2 separate regions of the Sus scrofa genome follow, and region 1 is linked to region 2. The links are chromatin contacts, called in public HiChIP or PLAC-seq maps. All regions are on one chromosome and are shown on one strand. The core of a region is the stretch at or near the end of the contact, and the rest is flanking DNA. Distances in the headings are between cores, read along the strand shown.

Region 1 (4,472 bases), core at 1,849-4,348, 150 kb after region 2:
AAAACATCTACAGTGACTATGCTCTAGTTTTGTAAATAGGAAACAAAACAAAATAAAATGGTCTTTAAAAAACACAGTTGTTACCATTGACAAAAAAAGAAAGAAAGAAAAGCCCAATTTGTAATTACTTCAAGGTGTACTTTTCATAATAGCAAAAATAGTAAGCAATCCAAATGGCCACCCGTTGGGGTATTGTCATACATTCATCTAAAAGAATATGGAGTCATTAAAACAATAAATACATGGACTGTGTCAACACGTGGAAATATGCGCAGGAATAAAAAACAAAGACGCACATGGTCACAGATTGCTGCCATGGAAAGTCGTGTTTAGACAGTGATAAAAGTGAAAAATAGCAGAGTTAGGTCAATAGTTGGCATTTTCAAGCCAAAGGATTCTTTGTGTTTAGGGGAGGTGTGAGGTGTAAGTCTCCACAGAAAGTGGGTTTTGTTGTTGTGTTTTTTTAAATAGTAAATCTAATTGATATGCCCTCTGTTAGGGACAGTGTGACCACACTCTCCCTGAGGTTCAAGTCTTCAGGGATGCCTCAGGCAAAAGAAGAACAGGAGTAAATTAATGTTCTAGGCCTCTTCCCTCGCTCTGCTCTAGCCGGGTTCCCTGTGTTCTCTACCTGGCTTCTTTTCCTCGCTCTTTCTCTTTCCCTCTCTCCCCATATCTCTCTGTCTCTTTCTCCCTATCTCTCATTTCTGTCTCTTTCCAAAGACTAATTTCATTAAGTCCATTCGCTCAGACCTTGCCCTCTGCTCCTTGGTACACAGCCAGTGTGGACTAATTAATTGCTGCTTGTATATAATCAGTTGGGACACACAGAATGTTTGCTATCCTTCTTAGAAAATATTTTTCTTCCTTATAGGATATCATTCCCCCTCTCCTCCAATTTAAAAAGCAACAGGTGTCCATTATAAAGAATTTCTAAAGTTTATAAATTCTATTGGTGGACAATGTTGTGCTTGTGGGGTTGGGGTCCTGACATACTCACAGCTTCTCCTAGGGGCTTCTTACCTATGGCTAGCCGTGCAGTGTGCTATGTGGCCTCGGCTGCTGGACCAGGGTAGATACCTGGCTCAAGGGCAGCCATGCCACAGGCTGGCCATGGTCCGTGGGGTGGGCTCTTGTGAAAGCCTTGTCCTGGTTTCACTGTGACTCACTGAGCCAATCAGGTCTCCTCTCTCGGAGTTTATGTCTTTTTAGGGCCAAACCCACAGCATATGGAAGTTCTCAGGCTAGGGATCCAACTGGAGCTGAAGCTGCCAGCCTACACAACAGCCATAGCAACTTGGGATCTGAGCCATATCTGTGACCTACACCACAGCTCATGGCAATGCCGGATCCTTAACCCACTGAGCGAGGCCAGAGATCCTCATGGATACTAGTTGGGTTCTTAACCTGCTGAGCCACAACGGGAACTCCTCTCTTGGAGTTTAAATGTGAGGCATACAGGAGTGGAAAGCAGGTAGAAGCAGCATCAGTCTAAGGACCACCGAGAGAAGGAAGGAGACAAAGGCTAGACGAAGCAGGACTTGTACACAAGCAGGAGGCAGAGAGGAGGATGAAGGGGAACAGAGAAGGTTGAGCTGGTGGTAGAAGAGGGTGGAGGAGACTGAGTGGGGAGGGTAGAAAGAGGGTGTTGGGGAGAGGGGAGGGAGAGGAGAGAGACACTAGACTCTTAGCTTTGTGAGGGAAGGGACCATGTTTGTATTGTGTCTGGAAAGAAATAGCCCTGGCATTTCATCCAATGAGAGCTGGACTGACTGACAGGATGAGGGAGCACAGACAGGGACAGCGGGTGGACCCTCTGCAGGGTCGGTGGCCTGTTGCCTCTGCAAAGTCTGAGCAGGTGACTGTCTCCATCTTACCCACATGGTCCTCATCCCGGTCTTCCATGCAGACAAGATTCCTGTCTTCTTGTTGCCTCAAGGTTCCTCACAGTAAACCTCATTAGGTATGGACCATTTTCCTGGTTCTTACAAGCTCAGAGAGTTCATGGAGAAATGTATAATAAAGAACAAAATAAAAATATCCTCCATGATGGAGTTCCCATTGTGGCGCAGCGGAAACGAATCCAACTAGGAACCATGAGGTTGCCGGTTCAATTCCTGGTCTTCCTCAGTGGGTTAGGGATCCAGCATTGCCATGAGCTGTAGTGTAGGTTGCAGATGTGGCTCAGATTTGGCGTTGCTGTGGCTGTGGCGTAGGCTGGTGGCTAGGCCTCCAATTAGACCCCTAGCCTGTGAACCTCCATATGCTGCGGGTGTGGCCCTAAAAAGCAAAAAAAAAAAAAAAAAATCCTCCATGAGTCAGAGATGATCACTGTCCACTTTCACCTGGCAAACATATTATTATGTGTTCCATTATTTTTATACTAAACAAGTGAAATATTTCTCTACTATAAATAAGTCTTTTAAAACGTGGTTTCAGGCAGTTCCTATTGTGGCTCAATGGAAATGAATCTGACTAGCATCCATGAGGACATAGGTTCAATCCCTGTCCTCACTCAGTGGGTTAAGGATCTGGCATCGCTGTGAGCTGTGGTATAGGTGGCAGATGTGGCTCAGATCTGGCATTGCTGTGGCTGTGGTGTAGGCCAGAGGGTACAGCTCCAATTAGAACCCTAGCCTGGGAACCTCCATGTGCTGCAGGTGTGGCCCTAAAAAGACAAATAAATAAATAAAATAAAACACGGTTTGGGTGGCTGCACTTAGCCCCTTCACCATAAGGAGTATTAGGTGTTAGATGTTAGATACTGAGGTTCTTTCTGAAAGCTTGCTCATGAATATAACTCTGCCAGCCACACAAAGATTTGGACATGAATGTTTATGGCAGCTTTATTCTTAATCGCCAAACACTAGAAATAACCCCAATGCACAAGAACAGGAAAATGGATAAACAACCTATGATACATCCATGGATCGTGGAATACTGCTCAGCAACACAAAGGAACAAACCACTGACAGACACAGTATCGTGGGTGCATCTCAGAATCACTATGCTAAAATGGAAGAAGCCAGACAAGAACGTTACACACTGTGTGATGCCATTTACACAACCTATGTGAAAAGGCAAAACTGTGGCATAGAAAGCAAAAGCACGTCAGTGGTTGCCAGGGGCTGGGCTTGTGGGAGGGAACTGATGACAAAGGGCAGCACTTCCGGAAAGATGGGAACATTTTTCATCGTGCAGGCGTTTACACAACTGTATACATTGACACAATTCATCCAGCTGTACACCCAATAAGAGTAAATTTTATTGTATGCAAATTATACTCCCAATAAATACGACCCTTCCAAAATTAATAATGTCACACAGAAAGTCCCTTCTACAGGTCCCTTTTTGAAGATCTATGAGTATATTCATTGGATAAATTTCCAGAAGCAGAATCACTGGATCAAAGTAGGTTTTTTTTTTTTTTTGGTTTGGTTTTTGTTTCTAACAAGGCCTTTTGTAGAGACAAGGCCATAGAGTGGCTGTAAGACTTTGAGGAACTGGGCACAGAGGTAGCACACATGGGTGGTTTGCAGAAGTCGGGAGAGCAGCAAGGTTACTGCCTGGGTGATGACAGGGCCACTCTGCTGCTCTTCCTCGACATGTCAGGAACGTCTTGGTCCACTGATTCCCTTCTTTCCCTGCCTAAAGCCAGAGCTCAGCACAGCCCAGTGTTGTTTAGTTGAACTTCCTGTGACCTTGGGATCTGTGCTGCCCCAGGCGCTAGCCATACTCACTGTTCAGTACTTGATTGCGGTGAGTGCAAATCCGGAACTGAATCCTTGATTTTTTTTTAAATGTTCACTTAATTAAAAATTAAATTTAAAAGCCACGCTACCATATTGGACGGCACAACTCTAGAAGCCGCCTGGTTCCTGACTGCAGGAGAAGGGGAAGGGTCAGTAGCTTGACATCCAGTGGCCAGCAGCCTGACTGGGGGCCACGGCCATGCAGACTGTGCAGCCTAGGCCTGATCACTGGGCTCTGCCTCATACTGCAGTGTCAGGACACAGGATCTTGTTCTGCTCCTTGAGTACCTGCCTCAAGCCCCTCCCTGGACTCCTTCTCCTGGTTCCTAGGCACCTGCCCGATTCCCTACAGCCCACTCCCGGGGAGTGGAATCCCGTGCAGGTGGCTTTGCAGGTTGGACACCAGGGCCTCAGGCTCCACACTCTATTCACCTGCATGCACCTCTGGCCACTTAAGCTGTCAGTCTACCTGTCTGGGCTTCTGCCTTGCTTACTGTTAGGGCTTGCTTCTCTGGAAGCTGGCTCATCCATGGTCATCAATGAAAGGAGAATCTTTATTATCTTTTTTTACGATCTCTGTCTTTTATCTTTTACTCCAAGCCTCTCAACCCTTATCTTTAAAAACTGACCTCACCCTTGGAATCTGCTACACACTGAGGCCACCTACGCCCAGGTGTGTCAGAGGCTGGGTGGAGAGAGGGGAAGTATGTGGAGATCAGC
Region 2 (4,804 bases), core at 635-3,134:
CAGTCCCCAGTGTCTCTGAGAGGACACTGCTCCCACGGAGGTCAGTGTCTATTTCTCAAAATGTGGGTCAAGCAAGTTTAAGAAAATGTTGGATCAGGCCCAATTAAAAAGGTCTCTTCATTGCAGGAAACGTCCGCGTCTGTACTGAGCTAATGGACATGTGTCTCCACGAAACATGCATCTGACCGCAGAAGCCCCTCTGTCTGGGAAACCCAGAGGCCGTGTGCTCAGACTCATGGAAGTTACAGAGGAGACAGGGGACCAGCAGCCAGGCTGAGTGGGTGGGAAGGAGCGCAAATACAGCTTTCTGAAGAAAGACCCTCTTTCTGAATGGGAGACATTAAGTGTTAGTCACACAAATTCAGCCAGATGCTTACTGGACACCCGTATGCCCCTCTGGAAACCTTCGTATAACGTTCTGACATCATCATAGAAATACGCCAAGGGCTCATCACTGTCAAGGATCGCGGATCTCCGGGCGCCATCACTGCCCTAGGGAAAGACAGACAGATGGCATGTTAGAAGAGAGAATCAAATATAAAAAGTCAACCTAAAAAAAAAGTCCACCTAACATGAGGAACTGTCACAACCTCACTTAATTGTAAGGTGTACTCTGTAATTTCAAGAAAAGAGTGAATGAAATGAGGGTAAGGGAGACCGAGCAACAAGATATGTGCTTTGACATCTGTTTATGAAATGATCACATGTGCCCATAAAGAATCATCATTTTGGGGGAGGGGGTGCCCATGGCAGGTGGAAGTTCCCTGGCCAGGGACTGAACCCATGCCATTGCAGTGACCTGAACCACAGTGGTGATAACCCACAGATCCTTAACCCGCTGAGCCACCAGGGAACTGCAAGAATCACCACCTTCGATGTGCACGTGTGTTATCATTCTTCTCAAATGAAAGTGCGATCCATACACACTGGATGTTAGCAACCTTAGTTACCTACAGAGATGAGGGCTTGCATGCCAAGCACTGGGAAGTGTGTCTAGAACAATGAGAGTGCAAACGTTTGTGTGTGTGACAAAAACTGAGCCATTTCAAAGGCAGGGCATTTAACTACTGGGTTATTCAAGCACATGTAGCTATTTCTAGGAACACTTACTTGAAAGAAAATATATATATATCTTTTTTTGTCTTTTCTAGGGCCTCACCCACGGCATACAGAGGTTCTCAGGCTAGGGGTCAAATCAGAGCTGTAGCCACTGGCCTATACCACAGCTACAGCAAAGCGGGATCTGAGCCGCGTCTGCAACCCACACTCCTGTTAACCACTGAGCCACAACGGGAACTCTTGAAAGAAAAAATACTTTGAAGGGGCCTTCCTGGACTTCTGACACAAGCTGCAGATGGTGTGGAGGTGGGGGTTCCAGCTGTGCTCAAGACAACAGGGAGAGATGGAGTTCCCTTTGTGGTACAGCAGACATGAATCTGACTAGTAACCATGAGGTTTCGGGTTCGATCCCTGGCCTCACTCAGTGGGCTAAGGATCTGGTGTTGCTGTGAGCTGTGGTGTAGGTCGCAGATGCAGGTTGGATCCTGCATTGCTGTGGCTGTGGTGTAGGCCGGCAGCTGTAGCTCTGATTCAGCCCCTAGGCTGGGAACCTCTATATGCTGCGAGTGTGGCCCTAAAAAGCAAAAAAAGAAAGAAAAAAAAAAAAAGAAAACAGGGAGCGCTATACAAGACATGCTCAGTGGATTGCGCAGGAAACAGACAATAAGATTGAGTCAGGGAGGATTACAGGCCTTTTATTTCCTCTTTAAGGTGGTTATACAGTTTTCCCAGTTTAAGAAAAATAAAAGATCATGAGTCAGTGTGTAGTGACCACATTACGGTCACATCAGAGGTCATGAGTATACTCGGCAACAGCCATACAAGCTGAGGATCCTCTGGAGGTCAGGCTCCCCGGGCAGGGCTGAGTTAGGAAATAAATGGTCAAGTGCCCCTGGGGGGTAGTCAGGACAGGAAGATAGTGAGCATCTGCAATAGCCCAAGACCAGAACTCTTGCCAATATTTGAGAAAAAGGAACACTTGATGGGGAGAGTCCATTTGCATCACTCCCAAGTTTAAAGGCAAAAGCAAATAACTTCATCCCTGAGGATTTTGTGGCGATAGAAAGGCCCAAGCTTTGTAAATTGTGGGCTCGTTCATCTCCATCTAGAAAATGGATTATCTACAGACTCTAAGAGTCAACTACCCCTTGTGTTACTACTGTTTATTCCTTCTAAGGAGAGGGGCTGGGGGGTGGAGGTGGGGCAGGGAGGGAAGGAAGTAGCAGGGAGGGAGGGATGGAGGGGAAGGAAGAGAGAAGGGGAAGGAAGAGACAGCACACAGAGGGAGGGGGAAGGACCGAGTAACTTCTAAAGACTGCTGAAGACTTGGCTGGATTTCAATGTCTAATCCATCTCCCGGGACAAAAGCAGCAAGTAGAACCACTGTCTGGTAAAAACGACCTTTTTTTTGGCTCTTTCCAAAATACACTCCTCCCAGTACTCAGATCTTACCTGCCTCTTACATGCCCAGACCACCATCACCTGCCGCCTTTTATCAACAGGCACAGAGTGACGTTTCCATACCGGGATCTAGAGGCTTTCTGGACATCAGTTCTCCTATGCAGCAACACGGGGTCACTGACAGAGCAAACTCGGCCTTTATTAAAGACCGGCCAATAGGTGATGCTCCTCACCACATTTTAAAAATGATGAATAGGACATTTTAAGAGCACTCCCCCATTATTATACTGACATAAATGTCACAGGGGGACCCTCAGGTTCACTGCTCACGCTCACCACTTAACCAGCCAACTTCCCAAGATCCGTTATGCCCAGTGAGTGAGGAAGGGGAGGCAGCACCAGTTAGATCGGTGCTGGGTGTTGTCATCTGAGTGCAGGAGGTAGAAGGAGTGAGCAAGGGGCCCACAGTCCAGCCACTTCGCAGATGAGAAGAGACAGTGGGGAGGCCTTCCTGACTCGATCCCAGGTCCTAACGTGGAACGAGCTTCAAACCTGCCACGTGGGGCATCTGGGTTCAGATTCAGCCTACACTCTGTTCACCTCCGTCTTAGAGCAGACAGGCCCAGACCACTGGGGGCCTACTGGGGTCTGGTTCTGCACCCCCAGGAGGCTTTTCCCACCAGCCCCCAACAAGCTCTTCAGTTTCCAGCTGCCTGAGCTCCGCCGCCCCGATGGGAGGACCTGCCTAAGGGGTGCTGGGTAAACCGCCAAACACACATCAGTGTGGTCTCCAGGGACAGTCAGCTACCCGCACGAGGGAGAAGAGCTCCCCAACCTCCACAGAGAGGGCGCACAGAGCCACGGAACCCAAATCCCACAAATGCACACAGTTCCAGCAAAACGGACCTCCTGCAGCCATCTCTGTGTGGCTGCTGCTTAGAATGAGCCAGAAGGAACCATGTCTGTTTCTCATCCTCAGTTGGCTTTTTATTTTTTATTTTACTTTTTTGTCTTTTTAGGGCCGCACCTGCAGCATGTGGAGGTTCCCAGGCTAAGGGTCCAGTCAAAGCTGCAGCTGCCAGCCTACGCCACAGCCACAGCCACAGCCAGATCTGAGCCACATCCACGACCCACACTGCAGCTATGGCAATGCCAGATCCTTTAATCCACTGAGCAAGGTCAGGGATCAAACCCACATCCTCATGGATACCAGTTGGGTTCTTAATCCACTGAGCCACAATGGGAACTCCTCAGTCGGCTGTTTAGACATTGGTGTGCAGGAAAGTTTTCTCTCCAGAGGCTCAGAAGGCCCACACCTGCCACCTTTAATTCAAGGAGAGGACCCTGCTCGGGGGAGGCTATTTTTAAACTTCACTAAACACGGCAGCACACGTTTCTGTCATGTATGCATCCACGTGTCCCTGCTTTATGACACCCGAGAGCAACATTTGGACAAAATCAAATTGTGTTTTCAGGCCTTGTTTAACCACGTTCCCAGAGAGTAACTTGAGCTTTTTCTTCCTGGTTGAAGAAAAGCCAGAAATAACTTTTTTGTTTTTCTAAAACAATCACCTTTATTTCTTTGAATTCCCATAGGCAGCTCCTTAACATTCCTGTGGCCTGGTCTCAGCTCAAAGACAAGCCCCTCTGCCTTGAGTTTTCCTGACACCTGCCCTCACCTCCAACCTCAGCTCACCAACCGCCGTGGCCCCCTGACCAGCATGGACGCTTCCACCACTGCGGTCAAATTGCCGGTCGCTCTCAAGGTAGCAGACAAGTCCGATCGCACCAGAAACTCAGTTAAGTTTCCTCTCAGGGGAGTTTAGTGAAGAAGTCAGTTAGCAAGGTTTTGCAGTTTGTTATTAAGAAGCCCATTAAGTTTTAGCAAAGGTGCTGAAATTAACTCCAGGTATAAAAACACTCCCAGAATAACACTTCTCAACCGAAACACCCCCTCCAAATACACTGTCTCCATCCCACCCTCTGTGCCTCAACTGGCTTGCTGAAAATGCCCTCAGATGTGATGTTTCTGGAAAACTCGTGTGAAATTGCCGAGGGCTGGGCTCGGAGGCCACCTGTCTGCCCTCCTCTTTACCTGACCACATGCACAAGTGCACACAGTCAGGACCGGGGCAGAGCTGGCTGTGTGCGCACAGTAGGTAAGTGAATGCTGATGCTTAAACAGTGGCAACTTACAGGAGGATTCCCGACAGACAGGAGGTCAGAGCCTCAAATGAAGAGATTCCTTCCAAGTCTTGAAAGCCCTTCGCCCTTTGAGTTGCCTGTCCCCAGGCCTCCCAGTGGTGAGGCTGATGCCTGTGTTCATGTTCATATTCACAAACAA

What was found. HiChIP or PLAC-seq counts read pairs in DNA pulled down with a chosen protein or histone mark.
Region 1: a contact with region 2 is called in an H3K27ac HiChIP or PLAC-seq map of alveolar macrophages. The contact joins two enhancer-like sites. A contact is called at or near these places in 2 of 47 Hi-C or Micro-C datasets (alveolar macrophages and heart right ventricle) and 2 of 2 datasets of contacts at active chromatin or transcription factors (alveolar macrophages and skeletal muscle).

What each region holds. Positions count from the first base shown.
Region 1 is chr15:46,052,618-46,057,089 of Sscrofa11.1, forward strand. No RefSeq gene overlaps it. Among named protein-coding and RNA genes, the nearest start is that of HELT, 33 kb to the right of the region's middle. Within about 2 kb of position 3,099, at least 4 of the 83 cell types and tissues checked have an H3K27ac peak or open chromatin away from gene starts, as enhancers often do. A contact at or near this core is called in alveolar macrophages, where this site is marked.
Region 2 is chr15:45,902,832-45,907,635 of Sscrofa11.1, forward strand. It overlaps ACSL1 (acyl-CoA synthetase long-chain family member 1), which reads right to left. Exons shown (of 21, transcript NM_001167629.2): 3 at 378-492. Among named protein-coding and RNA genes, the nearest start is that of ACSL1, 28 kb to the right of the region's middle. Within about 2 kb of position 1,885, at least 14 of the 83 cell types and tissues checked have an H3K27ac peak or open chromatin away from gene starts, as enhancers often do. A contact at or near this core is called in alveolar macrophages, where this site is marked.